Regions from separate parts of the Mus musculus genome. Here regions 1, 2, 3, 4, 5 and 7 are each linked to region 6. Evidence: chromatin contacts called from public HiChIP or PLAC-seq and promoter capture Hi-C data. All regions are on one chromosome and are shown on one strand. The core of a region is the stretch at or near the end of the contact, and the rest is flanking DNA. Distances in the headings are between cores, read along the strand shown.

Region 1 (3,373 bases), core at 82-2,581, 860 kb after region 6:
CACCTACCCACACCCTCAGCCCCTCACCAGGCCATCATCACGGGCATCCTGCACCACCGTATTCCTGGCGGTAACTTGAAAGTAGGAGCCTTGAGAGTCGCCAAGAGACGGCCACTCACAGACGTCCCCAGTAGCCCCTACACACAGCTGAATATCAATGGGATGGTAAAGGCACCCCCCACCCCCATTTCATGGTTCAGCCTGAGGTGGCCTTGGACTGGAGTTACTTTGTCCTTTGGGCCACCCAGACCCTTCTCTCCAGATGGTTCCTGTCCTTAGAGAGCTAGAGGCGGGAGACCCAGACGCAGCCCCCACAGCTGGGAGTACTCAGCCTTCTCCTTCCTCCGCATATGCTCCTGCACGAAACCTTGCTGTCCCCACCCCCAACACAGCACACAAAGCTTCTGGCTGAGCTACACGTGAGCGGGGAGCCAGGAGAGGAGTCTTTGGCACATCTCTCTGTCCCCACTGTTCACCCAACCAGGGGTACCTCTAATGGGAGTGAAGAATCTCTCTCCTCTACCTTCACCTCCGGTGGGCCCCAGCCTGCCCACTCCCTCCCTGGACAGAAGCTTTGGGAAGGAGACAGCAGCAAGCTGAGAGCTCAGGCTGGGTTGTATTAGCCTCTAGAACAGAGGGTCCTGCTGAGTCCAGCAGACCACAAGTTAACCTGGGCAGATGCAGAACACGGGGAAACATAGGTACACAAAGAGCTCCCATTCACAGAACTCTCCGGCCTCCCTCCTTTAGCATAAGGGACACGAAGGCTGTCTGTGCCTCAGAGGCACAGGGACCTCCAGCTCTACCCTGGCCTTGAGCAGCTGTCTGTACCCAGTGATGTCCACCTAATGAGAACAGAGACCATCACTGTGCCCACCCCACGCAGCCCCAACCCCAGACTCCCTGTGTCTCAAGGCTCTCACCTGTGCGGGAAATAAGAGCTTGTGGGTTGGACCTTCCGCTGTGCCTCACAGAAATGAACTCTGGATGGCGTGGCACAGAACAGGCTGAATCTCAAGAGCAGCTGACACCTAGGAGTCGTCATCCCCTCCACAGGCACCAGGCTCAGCCTCGGGGGTTGAATGCCTTTCTCGGGCCAGCAGGGCTATCAGGCCCTGAGCGCGGAGGAGGAGTCCACCACCCAGGAACAGGATCCCACAGAGCACCAAAAGTGACAGGACGCCCAGCACGACTGCCTGCACCATGCGTGGCCCCTCTGGGGGTCCGAGTGGCAGCCCGGACTGGTTGCAGCAGCTCAGCCAGGCAGCCTTGGCTGCAGCTCCCACCTGTGAGCCGTTCATGCTCCCACCAGCTGCCCAGATGTGCACACTACCCTTGAGAGTTGAGGCTGTGTCAGAAGTCTCTAAGGGGCGGGCCTCCCAGGGCCCTACCGCCCACTCTACCCAAGTGCGTGCAGAGCAGCGCTCAGGCCCCTCCTAGACAGACTCCTCCAGAGTGGCCTCGAGGTCCTTCTCTGACAGGCTGGATCCTTAGGCCCAGCCTATCTGTTCTCCAAACCTATGTCCATCATTCAAAATTGCCAGGTAAGCCTAAAAGGCCCGTTTCCACGACTTTCCTCCATAGAAAAAGGCCAAGATTCTGCATCCTCGGGGCTTTCAGAGCATCTACGATTCTTGTTTGTTTGTTTTCGAGACAGGGTTTCTCAGTGTAGCCCTGGCGGTCCTGGAACTCACTCTGTAGACCAGGCTGGTCTCGAACTCAGAAATCCACCTGCCTCTGCCTCGCCTCTGCCCCTCTGCCCCTCTGCCCCTCTGCCCCTCTGCCCCTGCGCCTCTGCCTCTGCCTCCCAAGTGTTGGGATTAAAGGTGGTCATCATGACTGCCCAGCTGTGTCTACAATTCTTAGACCCCATCCCAAGTGCTGACCACTCTGAGCAAAGCACGGGACAGACAGCTTTCTGTTCCTGAAACAATTCTCACACACAGGACAGTCCGAATGGTGGAAAGTCTTCCTTCAGGGCAGACAGGCAGAACACAGTACTCCAGACCCCAGGGCAGAGAGAATGGCTAGAAGTACCCAGATAGCAAGGCCTACCTCCATTCCTTCTCTCCTGTCTTCTTGTCCAAGAAGTCCTCTTTACCGAGAACACAGCAGATCTAGAGAGCAAGGAGGGGTGTAGGGACTGATGTAATTATGAACTGAAACAATTTAGGAAGGGAGCAGAGATCTGGCCCACGGTCCTACCTCATGGGAATCATAATTCTGCAGAGGGTGAACACATCACTGTCTTGGTGTCTACACAGCCACTGCCAGCTGGGTACCTGTCACACAGCCAGGGGTCAAGTCCAGTGCAATCTGCAGGCAGAGAAGCCTGCCCGGGTCTGCTGCAAGATCCTTTAGCAAATTTCAAGTTCCCATTTCAAACATAAAGCCACTCTGGAGAGACTTGGGATACAGCCCAGTTGGTAGAATGCCTGCCTAGCAACTTGTCCAACAGGAAGCTTCAGGTTTTAAATCCCAGCCCAACATAAAACAGGTCAGAATAGCACGGAATCCCAAGGTCAGACTATAGCATGAGTTTGAGGCCAGCTAGGACTACCTAGAAACTTCGGACTCAAGTAGATCACAGAGCCAGCTAGCAAGGTGGATCTGAGTTTGAGGCTAGCCTGGGCTATAAAGCAAGTCCCAGGACTGGACAATGTAGACCCTGCCTCAAAAACAAGACAAAACAAGAAAGGGTCACCTCTAACTTACACCTCAACAAAAACAAAACAAAAGATAGGACACACCTAGACCAAAGCACACCAGGGAAACTTGTGAAGACACCTTCTTCAGTGCCAAGCCAGAGCATCCGGAGGCTGAGCAGAAAACCTGACCCTGCCAGGAAAACAGCCAGAGAATGCAGGCACATCTCTAGCTGCCCTGCTCCAGGACCACGCCCAGGCCCCAGCCAGCATCAGCTTCAGTGTCCCTCCCCACAGGAGCTCACTCAGCAGTGCTCAGTCTCCTCAGAGGTGAGCAAAGCTCAGAAGAAGACACAGAGTAGATGGGACTGTGTAGACAGGGCTGTGTGGACAGGCCTGTGTAGACGGGGCTGTGTGGATGGGGCTGTGTGGATAGGCCTGTGTAGACGGGGCTGTGTGGATGGGGCTGTGTGGATAGGCCTGTGTGGACACCCCTGTGTAGATTGATAGGCCTGTGTGGACACCCCTGTGTAGATTGATAGGCCTGTGTGGACGGGCCTGTGCAGACACCCCTGTCTAGTTAAGACCTGTGTAGAAATGAGCTTGTTCCCAAGCATCCCTGGAACAGCGAGGGGCGGGCCAACCAGAGCAGTGTCACGGGACACAACAAACCCATGTCCTGCCTTCGCTTACATACCCATGCTAAACCATTCTCTGTGTGCTCTATA
Region 2 (3,435 bases), core at 602-3,101, 960 kb after region 6:
CCGTGGGAAGACCTGCACACTAAGCCGCTAAAACAGAAAGGCTTGGGCCCAATCCAAACAGAAGCCCAGGCTAGAAAAGCCTATCCTCATCTCTTCTTCTACTCTGGAAGTCATCGCTCACTCTGCATACCCCAGACAACCCAAGCTACCTCAGAGTGTCTATCAATGAGGCAACCCCTCTGCTGTTCCCACTCAAGGACACAGGGACACAAGGACACAGGGTATGAGGCAGCACTGTGAGGCAGGCAGGTAGACGGAAGCTTTTCCATACAGGCAGGGCCTGCTGTATTCTTTACAGTGTGTGAGGAGATCTCTATCTTCTTGAGATGAATTCCCAAGCACACAGCTGCCCGGGAGCAGCTTGGGCTGTACCATCTCTCACAGACAGAGAGTGTGAAGTAGGGACTGCGAGCAGATCGGTCATGAAAGCAATTTCCACAGGAAGCTCCCCTGGAACTCACTCTACTCTTCTAGCTCCACGACTAAAAAAGCCTCAGATCTTCCTCCCAAACTTGTGGGTGAAATTTCTCGCTCGGTCTGTTTTTGTTTGTTTTCCTATTGGTTACTGTATTTGAGACAGTTTTCACTAAGTAACCAGCTGGCCTTGAACTCTCCACCCCCTAGCCTCCACAGTGCTGGGATCACAGGCCTGGGCTACTAAGCCAGGCTCTGTCTTACTCCTCTTAAGAACTTAAAATTTATTCAAGCCTCAGAAAACTTGGCAAGACCCCCTTTTCTTCCTTTGGAGTCCTGCTAATCCAAGAAGGCGCCTTTGACAAGTCCCTTTGTGTCCCTTAGGGGTTCCCCACAGGGAGCACCTCTCAGCACCGTGTTGTGACGTCCAGCAAAGACAACAGCATTGGGTCTATTTTGGGAAGCAAGAAAGGGAAAATTAACAACTTCAAGAGATGACTATTCTGAGCCGAGTGAGACACACGGCCTTTTCAAAAGCAGTCACCTCAGAGTCCATCAATTAGTGGGGCAGAGGAGACGGGAGTCTCTGGTTCCCGATAGCTGTTCCCCCTTCGGTGATGCTGGCCTCGCTCACAGTGATTCATTCTGGAGAATGACCACGCCCACACATGGCTCATTATTTTTGGGAAGTACTTAAGCAGGCCTGGTGTAAGGCAGGAAAGAACAGAAGTGGTGAAATCTATGCTGAAGGGCCCAGGATCAGCTGGGAAGTGGGCCATGTGGGCCTGCAATAAGGAGCGGGCCAAGCAGGCAGGCAAGTCCCTGAGCCTATCTAGGTCTCCACTATCCAACCAGCAAACACCGTTTATCTTACAGAGACAAGAGGGAAGTTAGCCAAGCGCCTGCCAAGTGCTGTGGCTACCCTGAGCAAGGCTCACCCCACTCTCACTGTGTTCACCTTTGCTTTTTACAGATGAGCGGCAAGCCCAAGCAGACACACTGTGAAGATAACCATCGCCATACCCGCACCCTGGAAGGATCTGAATCTACCATAGCAGGAGGGACAGTGGGCATCACAGAGCAACAGGTCACAGAGACCTGAACCTCAAGTGCTAGTTCCAATACTAGCCACATGACCTGGAGCACACAGTTACCCTAACTGTGACAGTCTCTTTTGGGCTGAAGCTGTGAAGGACTGTTAATAAGGCTCACACAACATATAAACATTATATATAGTAATATACTTTACATATGAACCTCCCTTTTAATGTAAAAATTGAAAGAAAACAACCCCAACAAGGAAAATATTTCTTAACAATGACTAGGAAGAGGTGAGCCACAGTCTCAGAGGAAATTGCTAGCTCGCTGCATGGTTGTGGGACTGTGTGGCTTCAGGAAGTCATTGACTATCTCTGCACTTCATTTTCCTCCTGATCAACCGGAAAAAGGAAGTGAAGAAGATGACATCACGTTCTCGCTAGCTACAAGCTCTCTTCCCTCTGGTCTAGGTCCAGAGCACTTGTCTCAGTCAGTCTGCTGTGTCCTTTAAAGACACGTGCACTCACCACTCATCTGCTAATACTCTTCACTGAAACAGAAGAAGCAATAATAAAATTATAAGCATATGCTGAACTTACTATAAATTCATATCCTAAATTTAATTCTTTCTGAAAAGCTAAATCCGGGCTAATGACAACAGCCTCTTGTCATGTTTCATCATGACTCATCAGGTCAAAAGTCTGCACACATGTGCACAGCCACAGGGCCACCTCACACACGTGTACTGCCACTGGGTCACCTGCACACATGTGTACTGCCACAGGGCCACCTCACACACGTGTACTGCCACTGGGTCACCTGCACACATGTGTACTGCCACAGGGTCACCTGCACACATGTGTACTGCCACAGGGTCACCTGCACGTGTGTACAACAACACAGTCACCTAAAACACTCCCTACTCTATCAGCAAGCACGAGCAGTGACTACCACAGAGGCACCAACTCACTGTGTGAACAAGTCAGCAGATGAGAGGCCTGTCTCACACATGCAAGGCCCTGGGCTCGGTCCCCGGCATTTTGAAATATATAAAAATAAATCAAATGGCCAATCAAATGGGGGGGGGTGTCAGAACACGAGCCCTCTCTCCACAGCACAGACTCTGTTATTGATGAGTCTAATTAGTCAGAACTGAACTTGAGACAAAACCACCTCGACAGGACTACAGCATGGGTCAAAGTCTGTCTGACTAGAAGGTGGTTTGTGGTAGGATGTGAATGCAAATCTGATTCAGAAAAAGGTTGTTTTGAGAAAAGCCAAGTCCCAGGATGAGCTGACTCTGGCTTCTGTGTGCTGTACACACAGTCTCCTGTGTCAGGAGGACACAGAGGCTCAGGCTGCGCTCAGCTGGGAAGTCTCAGGAACCACTACAGAGCCTTAGACTCACAGTGCCACAAGATATCGCAGGGGATACCCAAAACCTCAGAAAGTTAGGAGCACGCTACACAGCAGCCTGTTCTGTCCAAGAATTGGTTATGAACACAACCAGTTCTCTAGCTCTGAAAGCTAGAGCGACCATGGTCCTTAGTTTATTCATTACTCCTTAGGGACACTGGACAGTCTATCAGGACAGTGCATGCGGGGGTTTGTGCAGCCCCCACGCTGCAGTTTCTAACCCCACTATACACCGTGTGAGCAACAGCAGCCTACAGCATCAGGGCCCACCACTTCTTCCCTGGCCCTCGCCCAACCTCCCTACAGCTTTTTGGTGTTTGTTACGGGCACCTCTCAGGGTTGTATCTGATGGGTGTGCTTTTCTGACAGGCTGATATTTTCAGAATCCAGGGCCTCAGGCGAGCTAGGTAAGAGTTTCACTACTAAGCCATTTAAGTAAGTTCACTAGGGATAACACAAAGACATGAAGCTGGCTTTCTCAGATGCTGTGATGCTCAACTGATAACATTAGCAAGAGTCCACTCTTCTGTGATCTGCATTCTCTGTTATGTGGTCTCCACACAGCTC
Region 3 (3,274 bases), core at 460-2,959, 820 kb after region 6:
TCCGCGTACGGCCCTAACCAGAGGTGGTGACATCAGCCATTGCTAAAGACCACGCCAGACATGGACTCTGTTCACACATGTGCTCACCTGCCACAGTGTTTGTATACAGTAAGTGCTCACTAACTGTGCACGTGGATCATTGTTCACAGACTGTGACCCTTCTCTCTCTCTCTCTCTCTCTCTCTCTCTCTCTCTCTCTCTCTCTCTCTCTCTCTCCCTCTCTCTCTCTCTCTCAGTCTTCCTCTGAGCCTAAGCCCTAAGAGAAGCCATACAATATGCCACTCATGCCTTGACATTTTTGGCTTCTAGAATGTTCTAAGTGTACTTTGTCCAGGGCCAGAGATGCTCATTCTGAGGATGCATCCTGAGTTCTCCTCTTTCTTCTAATTCTTCAAGGCCTATAGGTACCTCTGTAGCCAGCAGAGAAACACAGGCCAGGCTCTTGTGTAACCAGATGCCCCATTTATAATAGGCTGACCCAGATGTCCCAGTGTGTTGCAGATATGGTGTCTGCTTTGGAATATATAACATCAGAAAGAGTCAACTGGTCATGCTTGTTAGTGTGTGTCTGAAGGGCTGCAGGGTTAGGAGGCTGGGGACTGGGAAATGAACGGAGCCAGGACCAGACCTGAGCCAAGACCAGACTACCAGGACTTGGTTCACACATCAAGCTTCCCACCAGAATGACCAAGATGAGGATGTGAGCTCCCAGTGGTGGGGACTATTCAGCTTTTGTATACACTAACATCAGACGCTGTAATGAGGCCGTGGGCATCAGGCTAGCAGGGGACTCAAATGGGATGCCAGGCATCAACAGAGATGCTGAGTCAAGAGGAGACTGTGGGCAGCAGGCAGCACACCTGAAGAGCAGAGCCATGAAGGCAGAAAGCTCATGGTCCAGCAGGCTGGGGAAGGAGATAAAAGAGTGGTCCCAGTAAGCGCAGAATGGGATCAAGTGATTCCCCAAGCCACGGGGATGGGCCCAGGGAGAAAAGGCACCTGTAAGCCGACCTCCAGTGCACTGTGTCCTGAAGCACCAGGCAGCCCATCCTCTAGAGCAATGGTTCTCAACCTGTGGGTCGTGACCCTATCACAGGGGGAGCCTAAAATCATCAGAAAACACAGATGTCTACATTGTGATTCGTAACAGTAGCAAGATTAAGAAGTAGCAACAAAAGTAGCTTTGTGATTGAGGGTCACCACAACACGAGGAACTGTGTTACATGGTTGCAGAATCAGGAAGTTCTTGAAAACCACTGCTTAGAGGCAGAGGCTTGAAATGGCGAGATTAGAGCTTGGCATTAGGCAGAACTGCCTGCTTGAATTATCTAATTTATAAAACTACAAGACACAGGGAAGGGTCCCTGAGCCCCAAAGCTTGTGGTAGTTATGAGCACAGGAGCTTGGTCCCTTCTGCTCCATGCAGAGAGGGCTGGAGAAGGGAGAAGGTGGCTCTGCGCATTAGACACATTCACATATTCTGCTTGTCTCCACACAAAGCCACCCTGCAAAAATCTCAGTAAGCAAGGTCCTCAGAGTGAACAAGTTAAGAGGCAGGGAAGCTGAGGTAAGGGAGAGGGGACCTAAACAATCATAGAGGGTACAGTAAGAGGCACTAGACTCCAGGGCAAGGAGTTAGGGGAGGTGTGACCTAGACTCTGAGTTCCCAGCTGTCTCCAGCTCCTGGGAAATTACACCCACCCTCACTTTCCCACAGCTGTTTCCAGGGCCTCCTTGTCTGTCAGCAGAGCTGCCGTGAGACTGCTATTAAAGCCCTTTCCAGAGAGTCCTGTGCTAAGACTGCTTCAAAAAGCAAAGCAAATCCTGCCCCCAAAGCCCCTGGTATTACAGAGTCCTACTTTTCATCTCTCAGGCCCAACCTTGGAGGGTGCCCCTAGTACACACAGGCCAGGGCACAGGATGAGGCAGAACTCTCTGCACCAAGGACTGGATGAGTAGGTAGTGGTGATCTGGGAATTTGGAGAAGCCAACCTCCCAAGGAGAAGCTGGGAGAGAGCCAGAAAGTGGGGAGGGGGGGTGCAGGTAGCAGATCAGGAAGACAAGAAGCTATGCCCAGTATAACTCAGGCCAGGTCCCTGCCGAGCCCTCCTCCTATGAACCTCAGACAAGAGAGACCAGAGAGCACCAGCACGGAGGGAGCATCAACAGGGAGGGAGCACAAACATGGAGGGAGCACCAGCAGGGAGGGAGCACCAGCAGGGAGGGAGCACCAGCCTAGCTGCCATGGCCTGAGGCTGTGAGAGAGCAGTGAAGGTAACCTAGCCATCCACTCATATGACAGTGACCAGGGTGACATAGCCACCTTCCTACTTCCCATGTGCCCACTGGAGTCTCGAGGAAGACATCAGGGGCTGCACAGGCAGATAGGTATAGGAGAGCTGGGTTCAGGGCCAGTGCCAGCTCGGAGACACCACAGAGGCTGGGCTTTGCCTGGGCCTGGCAGGCAGCCTGTCCTCTCCCCACCTGGCAGGAGACACTCATTACCTAATAAGGAACTTTCTCCTGTGCTGGGACAGCTTCTGGCAGACTCTGGAGGGTACGGGCAGAGGAGGTGGAGCCAGTGCTCAAGCAGGAGCCTCACCTGCCACCCTCCTCCTGGGGACCCTACAGGGGAAAATCAGCCAGTCTAGACAACCTCGGATACCCTAAGCCTGCCTTGGCCACCAAGAGCCCCTCTGAGGGAAATGGAGCCTTCCTAACAGCCCCTTAACCTGCCCTGCCTCTCCTCACACCTGATTTACATCCCTGCTGGCCCTCCTGACCCCTACCACTTACCCAGGAACACACAGTCACCTGTGAAGAGGGGGTGATCCTCTAGAGACCCACATTTTGTGCCTTGTCCCTGTCAAAGAAAGAAAATATCCCAGAAGGCACCTCCTGTAATATAAGGGCAAGAGATGCCTGTCCAGATTCTAGGGCAAACCTCAGAGGCAGAAAAGGCAGCCAGAGCAAGACAGTCAGCATGGTGGCAATGTCACCTTAGCTAAATGACCTCTCCTATCCAAGACACATTGAAAATGTGAAGAATAGATCAGGGTCCCCTCATTGCCTGACACTCAAAGTCCTGGACCACACCAGCCACGGCCAGTCCTTGTTCCCTCAGAGACAGGCATGGCCATTCCTAGCCTGTGGGAGTCAGGAGAGCTCTGCTGGCCCCATCACTCTTCAGGGAAACAAGGCTCAGGTGCCAGGTCCAGCTTAACTCTAAACAAAGATGTTGATGGGTCTTAGCAGTGAGGTGGACCAAGGAGGG
Region 4 (3,312 bases), core at 344-2,843, 1.0 Mb after region 6:
TATAATTCTGCTACAGGAACATAGCAATGCAATGACTGCTCGTATGTTAAACCAGAGAGATTCACACTATCCTCATCAGAGACTCTTCTTGGTAGATAGGAGTTAACACAGAGACCCAGGTCTGAGTTACTTTTCTAATGCCATGATTATACACCATGGCCAAGGCAACATAGAAAGAAGCATTTAATTTTGGGGCTTGTAGCTTCCGAGGGCTAGAGTCCATGACCCACATGGTAGGGAGCGCGGCAACAAGCAAGAACTGGCATTGGAGCAGTAGCTGAGACCTTACCTATTGACCCACGGGCATGAGGCAGAGAGAGCTAACTGGGAATGGCAGCCCACACCTCTAACAAGGCTGCACCTCCTTGTCCTTCCCAAATAGTTCCACCACCTGAAGAGCACATGAGCCCACAGGCTCCATCCTCATTCAAACCACCAGGACCCACAAGTGGACAGTGGACAGAGAGTGAGAGACTTGGGAGTCAGTCTTAAATGGCATGTCTCCATCAAACCCCTCCCCTCTAGGCTCAGGGATCTGCCTGGAAAAAGAGGTGGAAAGATTATAAGAGCCAGAGGTGTTGGAGGACTCGAAAGAAACAATGTATCCCAGACACAACAGGACTGACATCCACATGAACTCAGAGACCCCGGCAGCTTCCACAAGATCAGCACACACTCAAGCCTGATGGGGTCTCAGAACCGAGAGGGGAAAGTTGACATGGGGTCCCACCCCGACCACGACGCTATTTGTAATTGATACTCTCTGCCAAAGAGGAAATCAGTTTTCTCCAATGGAGTCTCACTGGGCGTTATCAACCACTCTAGGGCAGACTCCATGCCCAGCAGTAGCTGGCTAATTCAAACTAAAACTAAATTCCACTTTTTTTGTGTGGACTTTTTGTTTCATTTTGCTTTGTTTTGGTGGATATATATATATATATATATATATATATATATATATATATATGCGCAATATGTATGTCTCATTGGTTCTTTTAATTTTAATTTTTGTGGGTTTGTTCTTGGACTTTATTTTCAAGAAAGAGAATAAAATTGGGTGGGTAGGAGATGGGAAGGGTCTGGGAGGTATTGTGGGGTGGGGAGACATGATCAAAATATATTGTATGGGAAAAATGTAAAAAGAAGGGGTAAAGGAATTTGAAAGACTGGGAGGCAGAGAAAGATGAAAGAAGAGGATGGGAGGGTGTAACACATGCATAAAGGGAGGGAGAGAAGAAAGGGAGGGAGAGAAGAAAGGGAGGGAGAGAAGAAAGGGAGGGAGGGAGAGAAGGGAGGGAGGGGGAAGAGAAAGGGGGAAGGGAGAGAAGAAAGGGAGGGAGGGAGAGAAGAAGGAGGGGGAGAGAATCGGCTCACTGCACAGCCCCACTTATTAGTGGCTACTATATATGTAAACACCTCATTTATGGCTTTATTTCTTTAAACTTTTTAATTTTTATTTTCTCGTGACCTGGTCCGAGGAGTCCCCATACTCACTATGTAGACCACGCTGCCTTCAAATCTACAGCAGTGGTCTCCCGCCAGCTTCTCACACACTGTGGTTATAGCCATGAGCCACCGTGCCTGGCTCATTTCCTCATTTTTACAATGAATTTTGTTTGCTTGCTTGCTTTTGAGGCAAGGTCTCCTGTAGCCCAGGCTTGACTCAAATTCACTATGTAGCTGAGTTTGACCTTGTACTCCAGATCTTGCCTCTACTTCCAAAGTACTGGGGTTGAGGGCATGCCCCACCCACCAGGCCTGGCTTTATGTAACCACGGGGCTTGAGCCCATGGCTCTGTGTGTGCTTTGTACTCTACTGATGAGCCACAGCCCTAGCCTCAACCATGCTTGTTTCACAAGATATATAAGTCACTTAAGACTTCACTGAAATCCAGGGAACCCCCTTCCTCCTCCCTGGCTAGAAATGCAGGAGTTTCTCACAATTCAGTTGGCTTCAGTTGGGCACTAGAACAAGGGTGTTAGATACTGAAGAGCCCTCCCTTTGGCAGCCTCTTCCTCTCTGGGCGTTGCTTCCTCTGCTCCAGTCTGTTACTCAAATCTGCCCTCTCTGCTACCTAGCACTGAGTCTTCCTGGACTCCAGGGCTTAGTTTAGGAGATTAGGGGTGGACTGTGGGGTGCTTGTGAGGGTGGGCTGTTGAGTGTCTGTGGGGGTGCCTGTAGGGATGGACTATGGTATGCATGTGGGGTACATGTGGGGGTGGACTGTGGGGTGCCTGTGGGGGTGAGCTGTGGGGTGCATGTGAGGGTGGGCTGTGGGGTGCCTGTGGGGGTGGGTTATGCCATGCTGTGCTGCCTATGTACTTTCTGGGGCTCACTGCCATCTGTACATGCATGAGGAAGAAGGAATAGAATTCAGATAGGTAGGGGTAGGTCAGATGGCTAAAAAACCAATACACATTAGGAGTTCTAGGTCTTGCTACGCCCTTCCCTATGGATGAGTCCTGGGAAGTTAATCGACAGACATGAGGTTATGTAGCTGAGAGAGCTGGAATTGACATTCATGCCTGCCACCCTTCAAGGTCCACTCCATCTCACCTCCCACGTGCTTATTACTGATGAGTGCCAGGTAGCCAGGCTAAGCATGTCCCAGACAAAGGGGACAGTATGTAAAAGCCCTGAGGCAAAAGGAACTAAGGGCTGGAGAAGACATTCAATGTGGCTGGATGGTGGGGGGGAGGGGGACTGTGGCCCCAGGCTGCAGGTCAGAGGCCTGTTAGCTACATTTGCAGGTCTGAGCAGGACAATGAAATAAGGGGAGCTTTTCCAACTGGATGGGCCAGAACCAGGGGGGTGAATAGGAACAGGGCCCAGTGGCCTAGCCAAGCATGCTGGGAACTGAGGAGCAGTTGACAGAGGTCTTGGGAGCCAGGGAGATGAGGTTCTCCTGACTGGAATGGGGACCTGGTGGGAGGGAACAGATAATTATGAATGAACGTTGTGTTTGTTGAGCTAAAGCAGGTCACTCCAGGTAGGGAGGAAAACAGGATGGAGGAGATCCATGTCAGACATGATTGTGCTAAAGAACCATCCAGAAGGTTGGAGACCTCAAACTCAGAAGGCCCAAGGGTGCTTACTGAGCATACCCAAAGCCTTGGGTTTAACACCCAGAACTGAATAGATGAGGCACAGCGGTACATGCTTGCCTCTCGGCTCTTCAGAGAGTCAGGAGTTCAAGGTAATCCTCTGCTACATAGCGCCTTTGAGGCCAGCTTGAGCCACGAGAGATCCTGTCATAAGGAACAAACAGAAACACAAAACTGGAGGCCGTTCATACGCATTAATACCAAGTT
Region 5 (2,985 bases), core at 73-2,572, 910 kb after region 6:
CTGACTTCCACATCTTACTACAGAGTTGGGGCCAAAAAATAAATAAATAATTGTAATTTTGCGTAATGGATTTCAACATGTTATAAAAACAAAACCTTGGGCTGGAGAGATGGCTCAGTGGTTAAGAGTGCTGACTGTTCTTCCAGAGGTCCTGAGTTCAATTCCCAGCAGCCACATGGTGGCTCACAACCACCAGTAATGAGATATGATGCCCTCTTCTGGTGTGTCTGAAGACAGTGACAGTGTAGTCATAGATATAAAATAAAATCTTTTAAAAAGAATCAAAAAAGCAAGAGCTCTGGCTGGCTGGAGGGATGGCTCAGTCATAAGAGCTGGCTACTAGTTTCAAATCCTAGCCTCTGCATACGTTGCATGCCCACACATTCAAACTGTCTTGGAGTTTCTCTTGCTGTGATAAAACACTGATGAGGACGCCATGAAGAAGTTCTGCTTACTGGCTGCTCCTCATGGCTTGCTCTGCATGCTTTTTTATAACACCCAGGACCACCAGCCCAAGGATAATATTACCCACAAAACCCTGGCCTCCCACATCAATCCCTAATTAAGAAGACAGAGACAGACCACAAGCATATAGACCAATCTGGTGGGGGCATTTTCTCAGTTGAGGTTCCTCCTTCCAAAATGATGCTAGCCTGTGTCAAATTGACATTAAAAACTACCCACCACCTCAGGCAAACACACACACACACACACACACACACACACACACACACACAAATTAAAACTTGAAAGAAAGCCCCAATGGTGGTGGGACATGCCTTTAATCCCCGGCACGCAGGAGGCAGAAATAGGCAGATCTTTGTGAGTTTGAGGTCAACCTGGTCAACAGAGTTCCAGGACAGCCAGGGTAACACAGAGAAACCCTGTCTTGAAGAACAAAACATATAAACACATTGGTATGCAAGGCTCAGCACACATACACACATACACAGATGGAATACATACATATATATGTGTGTGTGTGTGTGTGTGTGTGTGTGTGTGTGTATCCACACACATATATCACACAATATATTTTGTATATTATATATTAATTATATTTTATATATCATACAAAATAAGCACCAATTATATATTTTATTTATTTATTTATTTATTTATTTATTTGTTTGTTTGTTTGTTTGTTTATTGAGGAAACAGGAAACAAGGGAAAAGAGCCTCTAGCTCCCGCTAGAACCTTAGGTGTGCTGGGGTAGAAACGATTCATGCCTCTGGCCATCAGGGGCCGCTCTGGAGGCTGTGGGAGGACTGACCTGCTGGCACAGGTGATTAACTGGATCTTGTATGCTGTCCCCGGTTGCCAAGAAACGGGTGTTCCTACTGCTCTCAGCCACCGAGCCAGCTCTGGTTACTGCTGACAGGCCCCACAGAGGAGAGTCAGGCAGGCAGAGGGTGCCAGAGGAGACTAAGTCCTTCCCTGTGCAGGCAGCGTGGTGGTTCCCCTTAGAGAACCTGGGTTACCTTTGGGGCCCCTGTCCTCTGGGCCTTGAGCTGTACTCGGAAAATCCAGGACCCATAAACTGCCGAGGAAGGTGCAGAGTACTGCGCGGGAGTGAGAGGGTGCGGGAGGTGGGAGAGGGCCCTGCAGGCTCCCCTGTTCCCCAGCCTTTATTCATTTATTTTCTGTGGCTTTGGGAATGGAACCTGGGCCTCTCACATTGTAGGCCAACACTCTACCACTAAGCGTTAGCCACAGTCTTTTTATTTTTCACTTTGAAACAGAGTTTATACAAGATCTGGAGACCAGTATAGAACTCACCCTGTAGCCCAGGCAAGTCTTGAATTTCCAATCCCCCTGCCTCAGCTCCACGAGTAACTGGGATTACAAGCGTGCATCCCCAGGCTTGACAGATATTAAGAGATACAGAAATGGGTGGTCATACTCATCAAAATCATGATTATCATGATGCCCAAACACAGAGCCGCGTTAAGACTTTTCCTGTAGACCAGGCAGGGCCACTTCCCAGGAAGGGCTGGGGAACCTGAGCTATGGCAGGCACTCAGGTCACTTCAGGAGCAGCTGGCCGTCAGCTGATCGTCCTAAGGACCATTCATCATGCCCCCAAGTCCATTCTGCTGAGCCATGGTTATTTCCGAGTGTGGACAGAGCGCAGGTTGTATAACAGGCTAGAAGCTAGGAGATGGTTTGAGGGAAGCTTGTGGCAGGGTTGGGGTTGTTCTCACCTTCTCCAGTCAGAGTAGCACCTCAGAGCGGAGGAGGAGGAGCCCCGAGGCTTGGAAGGGAAAAAGGGAATCCATCACTGAGGAGAGCGACACAGCCTGTCAGCCTGCTTCCTCCTTCTGGATCCAGAAGATAGGCCATCCTCCCTTCCCACGCATTAATCCCTCTCCCCCAAGCTCTGCCTTTGCTCGAATCTGCCCTGTTCCTGGGCGGGGGTGGGGGGTGGGGTGGGGGAACCCTGTGCCAGTTCCCACTGCTCTCCATTCTCCAGTGGGTAGTCTGGACTCAAATACACCTTCATGGTGTGTTTCCAGTGGCTTTACTATAAGGAAATGCAAGAATATCTTCTTTGAGGTGTGGTCGTGACTTCAGAGACCATGACAGGGGACAAATCGCTGTGGTTTGAATGCCAGCCCCGTTCGCATGAGCCGGTCTACAAACCAACTACTTCATGCCTCACCTTCTCCCCTGAGTCACGAGGATCTGAGCAGTTTGTATGCATGAGGCACTTAAACAGCTCCTGGCCCAAGGTCAGCCCTGTGTAAGTGTTGGCTATAATTAGACAATATTTTCGGATCACTTTCCTCGGCCTTGGCTCCTAATAAGCACTTGGTGAAAGGCACTTGTTATTTTTATCTTCCTTCTCCCTCGCTAACTTAATCCCTTCCACAAACCCACCTTCAGTTAGCCTCCCAGCAGTGAAAGTGTGTGTATGTTACATTTCTCTAACGTTTACACTTACAAAACACTTCTGTTCCGACCTCGCGGCAAACCCGGGAGCT
Region 6 (3,063 bases), core at 377-2,876:
TTGGCATTATCCAAACAATGTTACCAGACAATTTAAGTGAGGTTTTTGAATATTTATACAAAAGCTGCGGCTGCTAAGATATTCCAGTGGGTAAAATAATTTACTATGTAAACCTTGTGACTTGATTTTGATCATGAACTCACAGTGGAAGGAGAGAGCTGACTTCTAAAAATTACACAGACATATACAGACACACAGATACACACAGACATACACACACACAGACAGATACACACATACAGACACACACAGAGACAGATACACGCATACAGACACACACAGACATATACACACAGACACACACACACACACGCAGAGAGATACACAGATGCACACAGAGGAATGCACAGACACACACAGACAGACACACATAGACACAGTACTACTACTACTACTACTACTAATAATAATAATAATAATAATAGGGCTAGAGAGATGGCTCAGTGGTTAAGAGCACTGACTGCTCTTCCAGAGGTCCTGAGTTCAATTCCCAGCAGTGGCTCACAACCATCTGTAATGGAATCTGATGCCCTCTTCTGGTGTGTCTGAAGACAGCTACAGTGTATCATATACATTAAATAAATAAATAAATAAATAAATAAATAAATAAATAAATCTTAGATAAATAATGATTGGGGGGGTTTGTTTGTTTGTTTGTTTGTTGAGACAGGGTTTCTCTGTGTCGCCCTGGCTGTCCTGGAACTCACTCTGTAGACCAGGCCTGCCTCTGTCTCCCAAGTGCTAGGATTAAAGGCATGTACCACAACTGCCTTGGCTACTTTTTATTTCTTAGACAGGGTTTTCTGTAGCCCAATCTGGTTTGGATGTTATTGTGTGGCCAAGGGTGACCTCAAACTACGGATCACCTGGTCTCTACTTCCCAAGTGCTAGGATTACAGCTGTATGCCATCACACCAGTTGCCATCACACCAGTTGCCATCACACCAGTTTTATGTGGTGCTGCGCATCAGGTAGATTGGCACTCTACAAGTTTAGCCACATCCCCAGCCTGTCCTTTATGACTGCCGTGATCCCTCACCTCCATATGTCGAGTCCATTGCACCAAGTCTGGGGTTCCGTGTGTCCTTGCGTTCCCTAGGAGGAAGAACCAAAGGGGACTCACTAGGGAGGAGTTAGGTGTTCTGTGTGCTCACAGCCTCCGTTCCCAGTCAATATTTAGAATCGTGGGTAGAGCCACTAGCCAGGGAAGTGACACACACAGTGGCGAGAAAGAGCCTGATGCAATTGCTGGAAACAGGGGACCCAAAACAAGGAAGTACTCCATTCACCCCTAATGAAGGCCAAACCACGCTCTGAACATTTCTCCATTGCCAGTCCGCGTGCTGGGGGGAAAAGGGCAGAAACTGCCTTCTCTGGCTTCCCAGAACAGCCAGAGGAAAGGAAGTGGCCTTAGCGGCTAGCTCTTACACACACCCATCTCAGGCCCGCCTGAGTGTCTGGAGCGTGGGGGATGGGAGGGCGGCTCACCTTCTCCTCCACGGGCTCCCTTCTCCTGCTCCTCTCCCAGCCCTTCTCTCCTCCGAAGCTGGGGCACCTTTGGCTGCATGGTGCCAGTGTAGAGCGGACAGCACACAGCTGTTGTCTGTCTTCTTCCTTTCTTTCTTTCTCAATCTACCTACAGAGCTTGTGTCCCACTCAGAGATCTGACAACTCCAGGGACTAAAGTCCTTTCCGGAGCCCCGTTGAGGGTTAGATAGGTTATCTGCAGGCAGTGTTTCTCATACTCTGGCCCTGCCTGTGGCTTTCACAGCTCTCTCACCACAACCACTATGATCAGCTTCACGCTATTGCTATTTCACTTTCGGGAGTGAGTCTGTGCATCAGGTTGTGAGGGGGACTTTGCTTCCCCGAGGCTTATCACATAGCTTGGCTCTTCCTGGCTCTCTCTACCAAGACTGAAGGTCAGGGAGGGACCAGAAACATCTTCGTGTACCTTGTAGTCATTTTTCTGAGGGCACAGGATGAGGCCTGTAGTGACATGTGTGTGCAACAATATTTTTGTCAGGAGCTCTATTTGTGTCATGTGTGATGGTCGAGGCCCCTCAGTGTCAGCTCTTCCCTACACCTTGGGTTACCACATAAGCAGAAAGGGCAGACACACACTTATTCAACAGTAAATAGCGCCAGGGGTTGCCTTGCCTACCTATGTAACTTCAGGAAAGTGGACCAAACTTTTTAAGCTTCTTCTGAAAAAAAAAAAAAATTATGGGACAAAATGTCCCTACGTCATCAGGTGATTGCCAGCACAAATAAGGTAGTCTGGAGGTAGTCTGGATAAACCATACAGAGCCTGAGCACATTTGTTTCTTTCTGGTAGGCAGTAGGGCAGGTGAGTGCCTTGGGAGTTCCACTTTGGCAAATTCCTGCTGGGGATTAACTATTAATCCTCCTCCTCCATCAGTCCAGAGGTCAGTGATAGAAGCAAGATTGTAATCACTGTGATCTCGGACTGAGGCCAGGATCTCAGTCAGTCCCACAAGGGAGCTCCGGGTGGGTATCCGGGTGAGGATAAAGAAAGGGCTTGCTGCCTGTGGCAGTGGCAGTCTACTGTATTCCAAGGGCAATGGAAGAGGCTGGCTGTGCTCTGCAGGGAAGGTAGAAACACTATGACCAATGGGAGACAGTGAGCACGAGGCCCCAGATCTGAATGAGACAGACGCAGAGACGTAAGCCAGAGACACCCCCCCAATACTGTTTTATTAGTACACAAGCCAACAGCAATCTTTCTAACTAGCTGTGTAAAGGCCCAAGGGTGACAGGGACAATGGGGTGGGGCGTGAAGGTGGGTCTTGGGGCACAGAGTTATTCATTGCTTCACATACAGCTCAAATGACAGCCCCCTGTTCCTGCTGGCGTCCTGGAGGCTCCCTCGGGGCTTCACCCACTGCTCCTGGCAGAGCACTGAGTGCTTCCTTGACCATCTGGAGACACTGGCAAAGGCTGGCCCATCGGATCCACACACCAGCAGGGGCCACGGCGATTCCCCTGCGAGGAACGACACTGGGGAGAGAGGTGCAGGTCAGGGTGAGGTCCAGGCTTTGA
Region 7 (3,421 bases), core at 37-2,536, 930 kb after region 6:
GCGTTCATTCTAGTTCTTATCCACGAAAGGACCCTCCCCCCACACACCCCCAACGAGATCCTGTGCCACCTATGAAGGTGCCACCTGCCTACTCTGGAGGATTAGTGAATGCGTATCTAACAGCCCTGTTGACAGAAGTCCTTTGTGCTGATTAGAGGTAAACACCTCTTCCCCCACAACCCCAGTTTGTGCAGGTCCGATTGCCTCTTGCCTCCAGGTGAGAAGCCACCACAGGGAGCTGAAGTTCTCACCTAAGCAAGAAGGTGCTAGAAAACCCAGAGCAAGTGTGAGCCCAGAAAAGGCAATTTCTCTAAGTCCTTGGCATGATTTTCTCAAATCTTAGGATTTCAGAGCTGGAAGAGGCCTCATGTTCTGGAAAAGACGTGTGTGGTCCAAGCCCTCCTGCCTGAGACAGCAGTCAGAGAGGGAAAGACTGCCCCGGAATGGATTTAGGAACCCAGGACTCTTGACAAAGACTGCTAATTCAGCAGCTGGCAGCTGGGGAGCGGACTGCCTGATTCCTCTGCGGTTCCACAGTTTCTCCAGGGAGGATTGGAGAGTCCTGGGTGCCTCCCTGTGGGATGGTGGCACCCTCTGCTGGTCGTGAGCCTTGTGGTGGAACTATCTCCAGACTCAAAGCCGTCTGGTGCTCGGCGCCACCTGGAAACCTTGCCATATTTTGGGATCCCATACAGCATTTGTTCCTCCAGGAGGATCTGTAGTGAGCTGGTAACTGAGTTCACACTGAGGAAGTTGTGAGGAGGGAGATGCTGCCGGTTAAAAGTACTCCACAGCACGGCTCCAGAGCTCAGCCTTCTCTGCCCCACCTCCTCTTATGCCACGCCCCTTGCCTAGCATCTGTTCCCCTCCTCCAATTAGCCTTACCCAGGCCTCCTGCCTCTCCAGAATGTCCCTTACCTCCTCATGCCTCTTAGCAAATCCCCTGTGGATCTGCTCCTGAGAAATCTATACTTCGTCTGCAACTTATGTCGAAGCAGGTGTCTTGTTCCCAGGGAGTTCATGTTTCCCAGTTCTTTGGCTCCAGCTGCTCCATCCTAAGATGGGGTTTAAGGGTGGGGGGAGGGGAGACCTGGGTAGCATGGGATTAGTAGAGGCTGTCTAACGGACAAAGCCCCTTCTCACTTCTTTAAGGACAACCCCTTGCCAAGTCTCCCACCAATCCACAATTCCCTGTGACCCCACAGACCTGCTTAAGTTCTGGGGAACCCTCGGAAAGTTGGAGCACTAGAGCTGCGAAAGTTCAGACGCTGTAGAGTCCCAGTGAGTCAGTTACTTCAGGGCACAGAACTAGCAAGGATGAATAAATAGCTCTATGGATGCCGCCTCTGCTTCTGTGTGGGAGGGGGGAGGGGAGGGGATGGGGAGGGGAGTTAGCAGCAAGAGAGGGCCTGGGGCTCAGCTGGCTCTCTGGTACACCAGGAATGATGGGCTGGGCCTCAGCTGCATGACATCACTGCTTGCAGGAGGTATAGAACAGCCGGTGGGCAGCTGGCTGGGCAGGGAATGCTTGTTTTCTTAATGACTCCTATTGCCTAACAGCGTTCTCGCGGTACAGTGTTGTGTTGGTGCTGGGGCCCTGCTGCGGGAGAGTTCTAGCAGGTCTGATCCAGTACAGTTCAGAGATCTGACTCCCAGGAGGTCTGTAGGTAGGAGCCAGGTAGATAGGACAGTTTGTGTTGGATATGGGTGTCTCCTGGTCTAGTCCCATCCAGAGGCCAAGCATCTGCCTCTCGAATGGCCAGGTTGGAGTGACAGAAGGAAGGGACACTCAGTCTGGTTTTCCTCAGAGCAGCAACACGTCACTCATGAGACATGGAATACATATTTCCTCACCTCTCACTTTAGCAGGAGAAATGCAGAAGATGGAAGCTCTTAGGGCAGGAACTCCACAGACCTCTTCCCTGTTGGCAAATGAACACCTGCTCAGCGTCTAATCCCTGGCTTTTTGGGTGGTGGTGGTGGGCAGCATTGTGTATCAGGCTACCCAAACCCCAAAATGCTCATGCTAGAACAACCCCCCACCCCCGCCCCTGGCCATGGCTCTCTCTGCCACTGACTTCAGACAGAAGTCAGCATCCCCTTTCTGCATGGCTGTCTGATCGTGCCTGAACCTGTCTCCTGCCCCACTGGCTGTGTCTCTCCTCACAGTTCTAATGGTCTGCTACCACAGAAAGTGCCTCCCTACAGACAAGCAGGGCCACATCACGCCCCTGCTTACAATCAGCTGTAGTGTGGAAGCCGGTGTCCCACAGACTCAGCCCTCACTGTGATACTAAGTGGTGGAGGGTTTAGGAGGATTGGTGATTCATTCAGTCAGGAGGGCTCTGTCCTTGTGAATGGAACAAGCACTGTGCTGGGCAGTTTTGTGTCAACTTGACACAGACTGGACTTATCTGAAAAAAAGGGAGTGTCTGTTGAGAAAATGCCTCCAAGCCTGGTGGTGGTGGCAGTGTGTGACTTTAGTCCCTGCACTCAGGAGGCAGAGGCAGGTGGATCTCTGAGTTTAAGGCCGGCTCTACAGAGCATGTTCCAGGATAACCAGAGCTACACAGAGAAACCCTGTCTCAAAAAACAAGCAAGCAAGCAAACAATCAAACAATGCCCCCATAGGATCTGGCCATAGGGCGTTTTCTTAATTATTGAATGATGGGGGAGGGTCCAGCCCTTTGTGGGTGGTGCTATCCTTGGGCTGGTGATTCTGGGTTCTATAAGAGAGCAGGCTGAGCAAGCCAGGAGCAATCCATTAAGCAGCACCCTCCATGACCTCTGCATCAGCTCATGACTCCAGGTTCCTGCCCTGTTTGTGTCCCTGTCCTGACTTCCTTCGAAAATGACCAGCGCTGAGGAAGTGTAAGACAAGTTAACCCTTTCCTCCCCACCATGCTTTGGTCATGGTGTCTCATCACAGCCATAGAAACTCTAAGACAAGTACTCTTATAAAAGAGTCTCCCGGGAGCCTGTTTCCCTTCCTGCCAGAACGGGAAAAGCACCATCTTCCAGGACCAAGCTCTCTGTAAACACTGACGCTGTCGGCCTCTTGATCTTCAGCTTTTCAATCCCTAGAAATGTTAGCTAAAAGTTTGTGTTTATAAATTATCCATGAGAGTGGTGGTGCAAGCCTTTAATCTCAGCACTTGGGAAGCCAAGATAGGTGGATCTTTATGAGTTTGTAGAGGCTAGCCTTGGCTACATATTGAGACCCGATCTCAAAAAACAAAACAAACCAAACAAAAACAAACAAAAAATCTCCAACAAACAAAAAATCTCCAACAAACAAAAATCCAGGCTAAGAATATCTTCCCATCCTTACCATGAAGACTGTCTTAGGGTTTTAGTGCTGTGAACAGACACCATGACCAAGGCAAGTCTTATAAAGGACAACTTTAGTTGGGGCTGGCTT

What was found. Promoter capture Hi-C pulls out the DNA fragments that hold promoters and counts their contacts. HiChIP or PLAC-seq counts read pairs in DNA pulled down with a chosen protein or histone mark.
Region 1: a promoter capture Hi-C map of liver shows a contact between it and region 6, with 7 times the contacts expected there. The contact joins the promoter of Smim41 here to the promoter of Soat2 in region 6. A contact is called at or near these places in 16 of 39 promoter capture datasets (3T3-L1-derived adipocytes, the C10 cell line, the SN4741 cell line and 9 more), 2 of 115 datasets of contacts at active chromatin or transcription factors (bone marrow-derived macrophages and pancreatic cancer cells) and 1 of 9 other capture datasets (macrophages).
Region 2: a promoter capture Hi-C map of liver shows a contact between it and region 6, with 4 times the contacts expected there. The contact joins the enhancer-like site here to the promoter of Soat2 in region 6. A contact is called at or near these places in 17 of 39 promoter capture datasets (the 3T3-L1 cell line, 3T3-L1-derived adipocytes, the C10 cell line and 11 more), 1 of 115 datasets of contacts at active chromatin or transcription factors (pancreatic cancer cells) and 1 of 9 other capture datasets (macrophages).
Region 3: a contact with region 6 is called in a promoter capture Hi-C map of the HPC-7 cell line, with 8 times the contacts expected there. The contact joins the enhancer-like site here to the promoter of Soat2 in region 6. A contact is called at or near these places in 16 of 39 promoter capture datasets (the 3T3-L1 cell line, 3T3-L1-derived adipocytes, the C10 cell line and 11 more), 1 of 484 Hi-C or Micro-C datasets (the N1E-115 cell line), 1 of 115 datasets of contacts at active chromatin or transcription factors (pancreatic cancer cells) and 1 of 9 other capture datasets (macrophages).
Region 4: an H3K4me3 HiChIP or PLAC-seq map of bone marrow-derived macrophages shows a contact between it and region 6, with 10 times the contacts expected there. The contact joins the enhancer-like site here to the promoter of Soat2 in region 6. A contact is called at or near these places in 8 of 39 promoter capture datasets (the 3T3-L1 cell line, embryonic stem cells, hippocampal neurons and 3 more), 1 of 115 datasets of contacts at active chromatin or transcription factors (bone marrow-derived macrophages) and 2 of 9 other capture datasets (adipose tissue and liver).
Region 5: a contact with region 6 is called in a promoter capture Hi-C map of liver, with 3 times the contacts expected there. The contact joins the enhancer-like site here to the promoter of Soat2 in region 6. A contact is called at or near these places in 17 of 39 promoter capture datasets (the 3T3-L1 cell line, 3T3-L1-derived adipocytes, the C10 cell line and 9 more) and 5 of 115 datasets of contacts at active chromatin or transcription factors (effector CD8 T cells, embryonic basal ganglia, embryonic stem cells and 2 more).
Region 7: a contact with region 6 is called in a promoter capture Hi-C map of liver, with 4 times the contacts expected there. The contact joins the promoter of AU021063 here to the promoter of Soat2 in region 6. A contact is called at or near these places in 17 of 39 promoter capture datasets (the 3T3-L1 cell line, 3T3-L1-derived adipocytes, the C10 cell line and 11 more), 2 of 115 datasets of contacts at active chromatin or transcription factors (astrocytes and embryonic stem cells) and 1 of 9 other capture datasets (liver).

What each region holds. Positions count from the first base shown.
Region 1 is chr15:101,291,183-101,294,555 of GRCm38.p6, reverse strand. Smim41 (small integral membrane protein 41) reads right to left here and starts at 1,331. Exons shown (of 2, transcript NM_001369218.1): 1 at 924-1,331. The coding sequence starts at 1,301. The coding sequence ends at 1,032.
Region 2 is chr15:101,189,392-101,192,826 of GRCm38.p6, reverse strand. All of the region lies in intron 1 of Acvr1b (activin A receptor, type 1B), which reads right to left. Among named protein-coding and RNA genes, the nearest start is that of Mir6962, 2.8 kb to the left of the region's middle. Within about 2 kb of position 1,851, at least 80 of the 459 cell types and tissues checked have an H3K27ac peak or open chromatin away from gene starts, as enhancers often do. A contact at or near this core is called in the HPC-7 cell line, liver, macrophages and 2 more, where this site is marked.
Region 3 is chr15:101,331,801-101,335,074 of GRCm38.p6, reverse strand. No RefSeq gene overlaps it. Among named protein-coding and RNA genes, the nearest start is that of Gm52200, 15 kb to the right of the region's middle. Within about 2 kb of position 1,709, at least 43 of the 459 cell types and tissues checked have an H3K27ac peak or open chromatin away from gene starts, as enhancers often do. A contact at or near this core is called in the HPC-7 cell line, where this site is marked.
Region 4 is chr15:101,153,717-101,157,028 of GRCm38.p6, reverse strand. No RefSeq gene overlaps it. Among named protein-coding and RNA genes, the nearest start is that of Acvr1b, 19 kb to the left of the region's middle. Within about 2 kb of position 1,593, at least 43 of the 459 cell types and tissues checked have an H3K27ac peak or open chromatin away from gene starts, as enhancers often do. A contact at or near this core is called in bone marrow-derived macrophages, where this site is marked.
Region 5 is chr15:101,241,183-101,244,167 of GRCm38.p6, reverse strand. No RefSeq gene overlaps it. Among named protein-coding and RNA genes, the nearest start is that of A330009N23Rik, 17 kb to the right of the region's middle. Within about 2 kb of position 1,322, at least 83 of the 459 cell types and tissues checked have an H3K27ac peak or open chromatin away from gene starts, as enhancers often do. A contact at or near this core is called in effector CD8 T cells, liver and pancreatic cancer cells, where this site is marked.
Region 6 is chr15:102,149,138-102,152,200 of GRCm38.p6, reverse strand. It overlaps Soat2 (sterol O-acyltransferase 2), which reads right to left and starts at 1,626. Exons shown (of 15, transcript NM_146064.1): 1 at 1,489-1,626; 2 at 1,040-1,095. The coding sequence starts at 1,567. Igfbp6 (insulin-like growth factor binding protein 6) reads right to left here. Exons shown (of 4, transcript NM_008344.3): 4 at 2,689-3,021. The coding sequence ends at 2,899.
Region 7 is chr15:101,219,112-101,222,532 of GRCm38.p6, reverse strand. AU021063 (expressed sequence AU021063) reads right to left here and starts at 1,286. Exons shown (of 3, transcript NR_045996.1): 1 at 1,208-1,286; 2 at 919-1,055; 3 at 378-744. A330009N23Rik (RIKEN cDNA A330009N23 gene) reads left to right here. Exons shown (of 3, transcript NR_045328.1): 3 at 344-1,342.